4 separate regions of the Mus musculus genome follow, and all the other regions are linked to region 1. Evidence: chromatin contacts called from public HiChIP or PLAC-seq and promoter capture Hi-C data. All regions are on one chromosome and are shown on one strand. The core of a region is the stretch at or near the end of the contact, and the rest is flanking DNA. Distances in the headings are between cores, read along the strand shown.

Region 1 (2,973 bases), core at 276-2,775:
CCTCTCTTTATGTGGAAGAACATGTAAAATGGGTATGGCCTGCTGAGCAACATCAGAGATGGTTTCCACAAGGAAGCGCTGCCTGAGAAAAGGCAAAATGAAGGGAGATGACCTTGAAGGCAAGACTGAAAGACAGGCTTCTAAGGGGTCTATCTGGCAGGAGAAAGCAGAGAGAGAGAGAGAGAGAGAGAGAGAGAGAGAGAGAGAGAGAGAGAGAGAGAGAGAGAGAGAGAGACAGAGAGAGAGACAGAGAGAGAGAGACAGAGAGAGACAGAGAGACAGAGAGAGAGAGACAGAGACAGAAAGACAGAGACAGAGACAGAGACAGAGAGACAGAGAGAGGGAGGGAGGGAGGGAGAGAGGGAGAAAGGGAAAGAGAAGCTCCTGCGGAAGGGGTTCATTCACCAAGACCTGTGGCCACATAGTCTTAACTTAGCAGTGTGAACTAGACAATGCCCTCCCTTTGTAGGGTAGCGCCACAAAGCTAAAAGAGTTTAACTGATTCAAAGCCATGAGCAGGCAGAGATGTCTCCCAGACAAGGCTAGAAGGAAATTTACCCACTTCTGAATCTGAGATTTGAGCTGCTGCCCTCCCTGCACATTTTGTCCAGAGGCAGTTGCCTTTAGAAACCCACGGAAGGACAGTGTCACGCCACACACAGGTTCAGTAGTACATTGGTTCATTCACCTGAGACGTTTTTCTTGTTCATTATGTATGCAGAAATAGTAAGGGTTGTTTCTTATGTACCAGACATCCTATTAGAGTATATTGTAAACTTTATCTCATGAGAATCTCAGTAAACCCCATAGATTAAGTAGAATGCTGTTACCATCCTCTTTCCATGAAAGAAGTAATCCGAGATTAACAAGTTTGAGTGTCCTACCTTAGGTCACACAGTTTAGAAACAGCAGAGAAGACCCTTGAATGGGGTGGGGGAAGAACCTGCCGTAGGAAAAAAGATTCTCTGAAGCTTTGACACAGTTAGGAATGCTTTAGGAAACCACTGTGGTTTCCTAAATTACAACAGAAAGTTTAATACGAAGGGTGGCGATTTAACAGAAATGTTTCTTTCTGGATGATAAAGGTAGCATCTCTCTCTCTCTCTCTCTCTCTCTCTCTCTCTCTCTCTCTCTCTCTCTCTCTGTCTGTGTGTGTATGTATGTATGTATGTATGTATGTATGTATGTATATGCACACACGTGTGCGCGTGCCAGAGTGAGAGAATACAGTTATAAAGGCGAGGAGTTGATGGGAGGAGGTGAGAGTTGAAGAACGCTTCTAATTTAGCAGCCTACAATTTACTAGAAATTTATGGCAACCCTCCCACCACAGACTGGTGGAGGTGAGGGAGGGTCGTCGGGGAAAGCCTGTGCAGTGGAGCCAGAGCATCCACGCAGCAAGCTCAGGCCACTCTGCTCCTTCCTCTGTCAGTAGGAAACGCTTGCTTTGCCTTCTGGTGCCTTCACACCAACATTCCTGACTCTCTCACACCCGCCTCTCGTGTAAAGCTTGTCAGGTCTCACTTGGTGAAGTGAGTGAGACTGGAGAACATCAGAATGTGCTGTTCAGGAGTTCTGCTTCAGAGCAGGGAGCCAGGCTGCATAAAAATGTGGCCAACGCTGCAGTGCGTGGGGGGATTTAAGGCAGCGGCAGCACTCACGGAGTGAGACCAATGAGATTCATTGCAGGTGTAGACCGTGGCAGTCTCCACGAAGTCTGGAGCAAGGGCTTTGGCAGGAACATATTTTTTATTTTATTTTTCAGTTCTTTGATTGCCTTAATTAAAATACCCATTGCAGCAAATGTTAGCACTTAGTAAAAGAACCCAGTGTATCTTTGCCTCAAAGTTGTGTGAGAATTAGAAATGATCTATGGTTCCTAAAAGAAATAACCATAAAGAAAGAGCTTGGATTTTTTTTTTTTTTTTTAACACAGCAAGAAGCATGGAAGTATAATGTAAGAATCTGAAACTTCCATTAAGACTTCTCAGTTTTCGGAATCCAAGTTTCATATTTGTGCCTGGTGGTAGTAAATGCGAATGTTAACCCAACCCTAATTGTTTTTTAGCTTTTGCCCTGACTGTAATAAAGGCTCCCAGGCTAGGAAATGGTTCACAATTTGTTAGTGGAACAGGAAATTTTTATTGGTAGTGGAGCATCCACATGACTGCTGATTTCTATTTATAAAATTCTTCGCATTTTTCCTTCAGGTTTACCAAGGGATTTGGTATTTTCTAAGACATTTAATTTGGTGTCTGGGTGCTTCGCTAAGTAAATAAACAGAAATTTTCTTTCTGTTGCTAGACAAAAAAAAAAAAAAAGTTTTCTTTTAGAAGTCAGTAGAGGGCGCTGTTGGCATTTGATTTGGCTTTCTAATACCGTAGATGTTCCCTTCTTAATTAATTCAATGTTTGAAATCAAACCTCCGTTTAAATGTAATGATATTAATATGTGAGAATAGATGTGTAAACGTGGAGATTTTCCATTCCCATTAAACCCACAGAACCAAAGGTCTCTAGTTCTCCTCTGAGCCCCTTTGAGAGTACTTATGTATAGAAATGTTGGCTGCTATACATTAAAGCTGCACACAGTTGAGTTCATGCATCCAGGCAATGATTCAACATTTTGGAGACTGATTGCAAGTCGGGGAAGAAGGCAGCTTCCTGTGGTTTTCAAGAAAAAGGGGGAGAAAAGAAGGCAAAAGAGACATTAGCCTTAGAGCCCTACTTTTTAAGTTTTTCAAAAGAAACATTCTATTTGCTAGGTTTAAGGTAAAATTTATTATAGTTAATCCAGGAGTAAATATGTTTTGCAGTTAAGATTCTAGGTACATTTGACACTATTTTTATCCTTAATTTTTAAAAAGTTATTCTATTCCTTCTATTCCAGTTTGAGTTCCTTGGCCACAGGCTATAAAGATTACCACAGTCCCAGTATTTGAAGGATATTTCTACTTTTGGTTCATAGACTTTC
Region 2 (2,973 bases), core at 163-2,662, 440 kb after region 1:
AGAGTTTCTCATTGAAGCCAGAACTCACCAACATGACCAGTGTAAAACTAGCAGTTTGCCCCAAGATCCCCTGCTTCTACCTTCCGTATCCTGGAATTACAGACAAACTTCAGGGACTAGTCAGAATTTCAATAGGTTCTAGGAATTCAAACTCTGTCTTTATACTCGCAAAGCAAGTGCTTTATCCAATCACCTCTCTCTATATCCCATATTAAGAGTATCACAATGACCAAATTTGATTTTTCTTTCCACTCTCCTAGACACACTTAAAGAATTAAGAGGACTGCATTTCCTATATAAATATGTATGTATACTTGTGTGTACACTGTATTTGTGTGTGTGTGTGTATGCACCTGTGTAGCCTTAATGCTTTTAAATTATTTTATTGAACCATTTCTTATATTTATAAACAAAAGTCATATGAAAATCTATGCGTATGTGTAAGAATTTCAGCAGCTGTCCTAGGCGAAAAGTGGCAGTCATCTGGCCACGTTTCTCTGATTGGTTGGGGTTTCTAAAGGAGTCTATCCCCAACAGGGATTAGTTCTTACACATAGCCCAATGGCTGCTGTAGTCTTGTTTTTCTATTATAATTCGTTAACAGCTTTTAAGAAACTTCCTTCTTGGACCTTTGTTAATGTTGAGTACCCAAGGGTCTTGGGCCTCCAGACTCTCTGTGAGTTGGGCCAAGCACAATACTTAGTCATGACCACCCAAGGCTGCAATTTCTTCCCAACTAAACAGCTCAAGTGGAAATCACTGTTCATAGCACACCTCTGATTTCACTCCAGTGCTGCTTTCGGCACCATTAACCACAGTAGTCTGGAGTGCTTCTGTGTGCAGTTGCAAGAACAATTCAGAACATCCTGAGATGGGTTACTGCTGTGGTGCAGATGGCTTGGCGATGCTGGGCTGTACAATGGTTATTTGAACTTTGTTTCTCAGGGGCACACAAGAAGCCTTGAGTTCTCATCTGTTTTACAGTTCGTGGAGAAATTAGCTGCTGTTTTCCTTCCTCCTCTTCCTCCTCCTCATCTTCTTCCTTCTCCTTCTTTCTTCTTCTCCTTTCTTCTTCTCCTTCTTCATCTTCTCCTTCTTCATCTTCTCCTTCTTCTTCTTCTCCTTCTTTCTCCTTCTCCTCCTGCTCCCCTCCCTGCTCCTCCTGCTCTTCCTTAAGAAAAGAATTCCACTGTTCAGACTTTTGAGCCTTCTCCCTCAGGCATGGAGGGGGCACCCCATATCCACTGCCACACCCTGAAAGGGGAGCTTCTTCCACAGCTGGTCTGTGCCTGCCTTGCCTCCATATGCCGCTGGAAACCCACGCCTTGAAGTCAAGTGATAAAGTTGCACTTCTGTTTCCAGTGGCACTGGTCCAGCGAGGGAGACTGGCAGCTTTGTGAATGGCTTCCCAGCAGGGTCGCCAAGTGCAGCAGTGCAGCTGGGACGCGTTTCCTCACGGCTGTGCCCGAGACTGTGGTTAGCTTCAGATTCCTGCGAATGTGACTGGAAAATGTTTGCATTTTAGCCACAGTCACTAACAAATTACAGCCACCTCTTCAACACATGGACCCAGAGAGAGCCTGTCCCCATTATGGAAGTGTAAGCTCATGTGCTCAGGAGTCTCTAGCTAATGCTGATGCTCAGTCATTTCCAACACATTTCATGTCATTCAGACCACGTGGCCTACAGGGTCTTCTTTCAAATGCATCACAGTTAAAAGATTCAGAGGCCTTCCTTCCATGGCCAAAGCAATGCCTCCTCCCCAGTTATTTTATGAATCCATCTCCTTTTCTTTTTTGCTCCACCAAGAAGAAAACACCGAGGCCAGAAAGGGAAGATACTGTCAAACTCAAATCACAAATTGGAGCAGCCCGTAAGTCTGCACTGAAGTCTTGACTTTTTAGTGGTGTGTGTGTGTGGTGGTGAGAGGGAGAGAGAGGGAAAGGTGGGGAGAGAAAGAGACACAGAGAGAGAGGGACAGAGACAGACAGAGAGAGACAGAGACAGAAACAGAGATTGACCCAAAAGAAGCAGCCGATCAGAAAGCTTTCTTTACAACTTCAAGAAACTAAATGCACATGGCTGTCCTCTTTGTAGGTTCAGTAGGCAAAAAGAAAACACATCAGAGGCCAGAGCACAGCTGTATGGCCATCTTCCTAGTGAAACGGAGAATCAGTCCTCTGCTAGTGGGTGGGGTGGCCTCCTGGGCCAGTCTTCACTATCTGCTTTTAGCAGATTGGATTAGTTCTTCACGCTGAGGCCCAAGCCTAGCTGTCTTTCTTTCCATCTTGCTTGCTTGCTTCCCTGACCGTGAAGCGTTGCCCTTGGCAGAACACGCAGGCTTTGCAAGAACCGCTCCACCGTGGAGGCGGTCTCAGCTGTGCCCTGCAAAAGACTGAGCTTGCTGCTTGCTACCTGCGAAGCAGAAGCAAATCTGTGTAAACTGAAGTCCCCATTGCCCCAGTGGGACATTTGCAAAGAAGGCAGAATTGAAGAGCAAGCACGTGATAGATACCAAAGAAAAACTAGCCGCCATGACAGGATCTGAGGCTGCTGTTTCTGTTACTGTTGCAGAGGATCAGGGAGGCTTTCGGAGTGGAACAAAAGCCCACTGGTGTGTGGACTGAACTCCATTTTCTGTGTGAGTCTGAGTAGAGAAAGATAAACAGAACCTTTCACCGATAGACATATTTTAGAGTTCAAGTATGACATGACGGGTCCAAAATAGATTCCACATGATTGGAGCAAATCCAGAACCTGGTCCCCGAATAGCAATCAGTGCTGGAGGCTGAGCCGGCCTGCGCCATCATCACATAAAACACGGAGAAACTGCAAATCCCACACAGCTGCTAGTGAGTAAGGACAGCCCATACCTGGAGCCTGGTGCTGCGGCTCCATTTTCCAAAATTACTCAGCTTAGTTTAAATTGAGGGTCTCTTTGCCTCGCCACGAATACCTTAATGAATACTCAGA
Region 3 (2,973 bases), core at 215-2,714, 390 kb after region 1:
GCTCTTCCAAAGGTCCAGAGTTCAAATCCCAGCAACCACATGGTGGCTCACAATCATCTGTAACGAGATCTGGCTCCCTCTTCTGGAGTGTCTGAAGACAGCTACAGTGTACTTACATATAATAAATAAATAAATCTTTAAAAAAAAATTCACAAGGCATCAAGCCTACTTTGGGCACCACTCAGTATAAAAGCAGTCAATGGATAAATGAATGTCTCTGCACATTAACTGCTGTCAGTATTGATTCAAATCACACTTGAGCATATTGCTTGAAGAAACCAAACAGCATTCATTCTTATGGTTTTACTTAAAGTTGTTCTTGTATCAAGCTAAACCACAGCAGTATTTTAGGGACCCTAATTACACCGACACCTTCTATTCCTCCATTCTCTTCACCTCCTTATAGTACAAAGCTGTCTATACGCACACGCTTTAACTAGAGTTATTCAAAGGGAGGAGCTATACTTTTGCAAGATGCAGTGAGACTATAGTGAGAAACAGAGAAATGTCCCTGTCTCTCAATCAGTTACTGAAGAACTATTGCTGAGAACATTGTTGGCTCCTCAGTGTATTTATTGTTTTTATAAGGGGAATTTTGCTCAGCTACAAAAAGAATTTTGTTTTCATTTTTTTTGTTTGTTTTGTTATTGTTGTTTGCTATCTTTTGTTTTTCTTTGTGTGTTTTTTTTTTTCAAGACAGAATTTTTCTGTGTAGCCCTGGCAGTCTCTCTCTATACACCAGGCTGGCCTCGAACTCATAGAAATCTGCCTGCCTCTGCTCCCTGAGTGCTGGGATTCATAGAATGTGCCACCACCACCCGGCTAGTTTCATTTTTTTCTCAAAGCGGACTCCGTGCTGTGTGAGCACAGAGAGTCTCTTTTCTCGTTGACTAGCTTTCTGTGTGTATAGTTTCTATTTTATTTTTAATTATGTGTGCATGCATATGAAGGTAGGTACCCAAGGAAGCCACAAGAGGGTGTCAGATCCCTGCATCTGAGGATACAGGTGGCTGTGAGTCACCCTATGTGGGTACTAGGAACAACACCCAGGCCCTCTAAAATGAGTCCTTAACTACTGAGTCATCTATTTAGACCACTATCTGTGTATTTTAATGTGTTATGCTTTATGGAACATTACAAGCTGTGCCTTCTTTCCCCCTTTTCTTCATCTTCTAATGGGAAAACACTACTTTTAAAAAGAAAAGAACACCGTGTTGGCAATGTTTAGTGTGCAAAATGTTCAGGACTGATGAGAGTGAGGAGGGTCCCAAGTCTGCACATTTATCAGCAACTGTCCCAAAAGGTTAATCGGCTTGGAGTGTCTCTTCTCAGTATTCCCAACACTTCCATTTTAAATCCCAAGTTTATCTTGCTTTTAAAAATATTTGCCCCGTGACTCCATTTGCAAGCCTGGGAGTCCAGACATGATTACTCCAAATTGGAGACCTTCAGACTGGGAAGGACTATAGTCCAAGGTCAGAGCAAGTGACGGTACTGGGGCAGCAGCCTGCCCTGGGGATTTATCTGCTAGGTTTCAGGAGTGACAGTAAAGAACTGGGCTGCCTGATGAACCCAATGAACAGAAAAAAAAATCTGTCCAAACATGGAAAGCTCACTGCAACGATTGAGGAAACATTGCCTATTTGTTTGGAGTACATTTAATTATTTTTAAACATGTGCAGCTTGTAGTTCAGTGAACATGTCAGGGATAATAGAAGACGAAAGGCAAATGAGGAGAGGCGGTGCTGGTCCTGGAGTGGCTCTTCTCCACAGCTGGCTGCTGGGTGAAACAGTTCCTTCCAAAGTGTGGCTCCTTGTCTGTCACCTAATGAAATGCAGTAGGGGGATTAATGTCATTAGCTGAGGCCAACCTGCTGTGTAGTAAACAGAGATATCCCCCCCCCTCATTTGGGGGGAGTGTTCCTCAGCTCCTACCCACTGGCCTGCAAAGGTCACTCCCCAGCCTTCTATTAGTTAAATGGGAAGAAATTAACTGGGCTGGAGAATCTTGTGGTCTGTTTGAGGGAGAGCAGGCTCTAGGCAATTTAGCATCCAAGTCTGCACCTCCCTCCCTTCTCTTGCACTAATTGGAGCTTAAATTTCTTCTTGGAGGGGGTTGGGGGGTGAGGTGGGGTGGGGGACATGGGAGGATAAAAGCCCTCCAAATAAATGTTTTACAGAAGAAGAAAGAGGAGGAAGCAGAGGGTTTTGTTTTGATAAGCAAATTAACACAGAACATGGGGGATGATCTTGGATTGTCTTGTTCATCTCTCTCATGAACCATGAGCACTTCTCACATTTATCTGCAAAGTCAAATGCTCAGAAATGCATGTCTTGCTCTACACAAACTGCCAGGAATGTAGACAGCCAACAGTAGCCAAGTGTAAAAGTTAAAATTTTATAATCTCTGGAATATGCACAAATCTTGGTTCTAAAGAACTTGAACTACTGGAAGAATGGTGGGGAAAGAATTCTGAAAAGACCGGCATGCACTTGCAGAGGACAGTGACAGCTCAGAGCCACAAACCGCAAACTTGAGTTACACGCAGCAATCCCAGCTAGATGTAAAATAAAAGGAAGAAATAACAAGTGAGAAAAGAACAAGAAAGTTTGAGGACAATATGATGAGAGAGCTCCAGCTGACTCTGCATCACACACCGCCTTGTGAGGTCTGCCCTTAACCCTTTCTTTATCGAAACAGAGCATCCCTTTGTACTGAGAGCTTTTAACGGCACTCTAACATGGGCACTGTGGCATTTTTGCAGCAATAGATATTAGTATCAACGATTATTATGAAGGATAAAGGAAAAAGAATCTCAGAGTCATTTGCATTTTTATGTTGCAAACTTGGTTCTGATCCACTCACATCCTCCAGTCTTCCTGGGACTTCTGGTAGTCTTGTTTTTAAAGGGCACTATGGCAGACTTACTATTCTCTCCTTATTAGCAGGCCAGTATGGTGAAGATGGAAAGT
Region 4 (2,973 bases), core at 325-2,824, 310 kb before region 1:
TGTAAAGTGTCAGGAAGCACTTCTGTGAAGAGGGGAGACTTTAACAAAAACTAAGAAGGTACCAGGAGTGTTAATAATACTGGATGTTTATTAATTTAGTGAACCTTGGCTCTTATCACACAGGGATAACATGCCTTAGTTTTCAGAATTTACCATGTTCAATGGATACAAATTGCCATTAAACAGAATGAAGACTATTTTGGTGATCCTAAGGGCCTAAGACTAGAGTATAGTTTTATGTGCATGTTCTCTATAAGGAAAAAAAATGTTTTTCAAATCATACTCTTCTACAGCAAGAAAACTTAGTAGGCTCATATGTCTGTAGAAGCGTAACTCTAAGTGTCCCAAGCCAAAGATGCCAGATAAGCTTATTTCTGTTTGTTCCAGAGATGAAACTTACCAAGAGGAGGCTGAAGGTCAGCGAAGGAGGAGAACAACGGCTTCTTTAAATCCTCTCCACTAAAGCCCTGAAGCGACACTCAAGCCGACTTCACCTTAAGTCAGGAAAAAATCCACCAAATCTCTCATCCTATCAGAATGAAAGCTCTATTGAGAGGGTGGGAAAAGAAAACCATAAAATGTGCTTTCAAAGTAATTTAAAAATTCTGTGAAGTAGTAGTAATATTAATAAAACGTCTGGCTTCTGAGCATTGGCACTTAGTGTGGATATTCTTTTAGTTTTCTTATATGGAATATTTTGTTTGGAATACAATTAGCTACATTTTAAAATTGTCTTTAAAACTGTCCCATTTTAAATTAGATTTTCATAAAGAAGGTATTTGTAAAAAATTAGCTAATTTGGTCTTTTCTGAAAGAAAGAAAGAAAGAAAGAAAGAAGGGAGGGAGGGAGGGAGGGAGGGAGGGAGGGAGGAAGGAAGGAAGGAAGGAAGGAAGGAAGGAAGGAAGGAAGGAAGGAAGGAAGGAAGGAAGGAAGGAAGGAAGGAAGGAAGGAAGGACAAACCTTGTAAGCCTGTGGCTCTATCCTTTTTTTTCTCCAGAGCAAAAAACAAAGTTCCACAAAAGCAGAAACAATGTAATCTGTAAAATACATACTTGCTTTCTGCTTCTGTACAAGTCCCTGGGGAACTGTAAAGGCCTGGTACTTTAGAAATAAGATTGGAGACCCTTTCTGCAGAGACCATTTAACCAGTCATGAGGTGGGGACCAGGCAAGGGCAAGTGGTGAGGGGCTCAGTGTCCAGAGGACTGTTGCAAAACAAAAGTAGCAGGGCTCTCCTGCCCTCTAGTGGTTCGACCTCAGAAGTGCAACTTCCTCAGTGGATTTGTTTTAGTTTCTCTCCCGGGTTTACTTTAGAGAATTTCAAGTACATTTAATTAAAGACAACTTTATGCCGGTATCCTCGGGGACCGTAGAGATATGGCTTGTCCTTCAGGAATTTTGATTATTCAAATTCAATAATTTATGTTATTGAGTAAGAACTTGCTAAATATCATTGGCACTATGACGATAATGCTAAAATCTCACCTCCCTCCTTGGCACATTCTAAACACCCCTATTTTGCCCAATTGCCTGCATCTCTTCCTTTTGTCCACCTGGAAAGGTAGAAAAGGAAGAGAAACTCTGCCTAATGGGGTCACTGTTGCACTGTATATGTGCAAACTATCACTGGCTGAGGCTGACAGTCCCCAGGGAGCCAAATATTTTAATGTGGGTGTAATAGCTTCTTGTCTATCATTTTTATTTACTGTAGATAATTCTAACTTTTCTGTTTCTAATGTTTCCTTTGAAACATACATTATGAGCTCACCCATATAAATAAACACATTAATGGTGGCCAGCACTAGCCTCAAGTTCACCCATTTTTATTTTTATGTTTTTGCTGTCCATTCAGTCAGAGCATTGCTTTCTAGTGCCACACGCTTTAAGTGATGAGAGTGCACGCATGCTGTGTAAGCTGTCCAAACCTTAAATCAGTGCAGAACCTGATACTGCAATCACTATGACACAGATATTGAACCAAGTGTGTGTTAGCATATCAATACTAAACACAACAGTCATCAAAATACCTCTTTGGCTTAGTCTCTTTTATTTTCCCTCTAAGTGTCTCAATACTATCATGTGGCAATATTCTATGGGAACTTGCCTCACACTGCTATGGGCACAGCCACTAGAGCAACTCTGAGTCATACACACAATCGCTGGGAAAGCTGCTCACCTGCGGAGACCTGCCCTGTGAAGACAGTAGAAGTTGAGCAATCTCAGGATCCTCCTGGTGGAAATGTATACACTGATGGCTGGAAGCTGGGCGGGTCTAATGTCTGGATTGTGGAGAGTGCAGCTAAGCACATGCTAATGACAGCCCCAGCTGCTCTTCATTCATCCTGGTCACCCCAGCTTCCAATGTGCACCCTTAATGCTTGGCTGCTAATTCCCTTGACTTAGAACAGGGTGAGGTCATATTAAATTATTTAATCCTTTAGAAAAACCTACTTCCAAACACTTGAGTTAAATAAAAAATCACTTGCTAGAAAACAGTTTTCAATGGTAGCTTTTACAATATATTGTTGACAATTTAAAAAACTCAACTCATTTATAAAAGTAGGGAACTAAATTATTTCTTATTTTGTTGTTGTTGTTGTTGTTGACAGTGTTTTGTCGTGCAGCCCAGGCTCACCTCAAATTCGTGATCCTCCTTACTCAGCCTCCTTAGTGTTGGGATAGCAGGTCAGGTGCCACAGTGTTCCGCCTGACTGTTTAATCTTATTGACAGTGAAGAATGTTCAGACATGACAATCATTTAGCTTGGAATATTAGCATATTCACATTATAGTGCATGGCCAGTGTTTAGTGAAATTTGACAATAAAGATGGCAGAGAATCAGAATAAAACAACCACAAAAACAAACACACACACACACACACACACACGCACGCACACACGCACGCACGCACACACACATGCACGCACGCACGCGTACACACACACACACACACACACACACACACACACACA

What was found. Promoter capture Hi-C pulls out the DNA fragments that hold promoters and counts their contacts. HiChIP or PLAC-seq counts read pairs in DNA pulled down with a chosen protein or histone mark.
Region 2: a contact with region 1 is called in an H3K27ac HiChIP or PLAC-seq map of heart atrium, with 7 times the contacts expected there. The contact joins two enhancer-like sites. A contact is called at or near these places in 2 of 484 Hi-C or Micro-C datasets (the HL-1 cell line and neural progenitor cells) and 3 of 115 datasets of contacts at active chromatin or transcription factors (astrocytes, embryonic basal ganglia and heart atrium).
Region 3: a contact with region 1 is called in an H3K27ac HiChIP or PLAC-seq map of heart atrium, with 6 times the contacts expected there. The contact joins two enhancer-like sites. A contact is called at or near these places in 19 of 484 Hi-C or Micro-C datasets (the C2C12 cell line, the N1E-115 cell line, cerebellum and 8 more) and 5 of 115 datasets of contacts at active chromatin or transcription factors (astrocytes, embryonic basal ganglia, embryonic forebrain and 2 more).
Region 4: a contact with region 1 is called in a promoter capture Hi-C map of hippocampal neurons, with 8 times the contacts expected there. The contact joins two enhancer-like sites. A contact is called at or near these places in 1 of 39 promoter capture datasets (hippocampal neurons) and 5 of 484 Hi-C or Micro-C datasets (the HL-1 cell line, the N1E-115 cell line, embryonic fibroblasts and 2 more).

The regions. Positions count from the first base shown.
Region 1 is chr4:81,562,191-81,565,163 of GRCm38.p6, forward strand. No RefSeq gene overlaps it. Among named protein-coding and RNA genes, the nearest start is that of Mpdz, 120 kb to the left of the region's middle. Within about 2 kb of position 1,526, at least 31 of the 459 cell types and tissues checked have an H3K27ac peak or open chromatin away from gene starts, as enhancers often do. A contact at or near this core is called in heart atrium and hippocampal neurons, where this site is marked.
Region 2 is chr4:81,998,484-82,001,456 of GRCm38.p6, forward strand. No RefSeq gene overlaps it. Among named protein-coding and RNA genes, the nearest start is that of Gm5860, 65 kb to the right of the region's middle. Within about 2 kb of position 1,413, at least 42 of the 459 cell types and tissues checked have an H3K27ac peak or open chromatin away from gene starts, as enhancers often do. A contact at or near this core is called in heart atrium, where this site is marked.
Region 3 is chr4:81,955,632-81,958,604 of GRCm38.p6, forward strand. No RefSeq gene overlaps it. Among named protein-coding and RNA genes, the nearest start is that of Gm46886, 23 kb to the left of the region's middle. Within about 2 kb of position 1,465, at least 9 of the 459 cell types and tissues checked have an H3K27ac peak or open chromatin away from gene starts, as enhancers often do. A contact at or near this core is called in heart atrium, where this site is marked.
Region 4 is chr4:81,250,922-81,253,894 of GRCm38.p6, forward strand. No RefSeq gene overlaps it. Among named protein-coding and RNA genes, the nearest start is that of Gm25803, 86 kb to the right of the region's middle. Within about 2 kb of position 1,575, at least 17 of the 459 cell types and tissues checked have an H3K27ac peak or open chromatin away from gene starts, as enhancers often do. A contact at or near this core is called in hippocampal neurons, where this site is marked.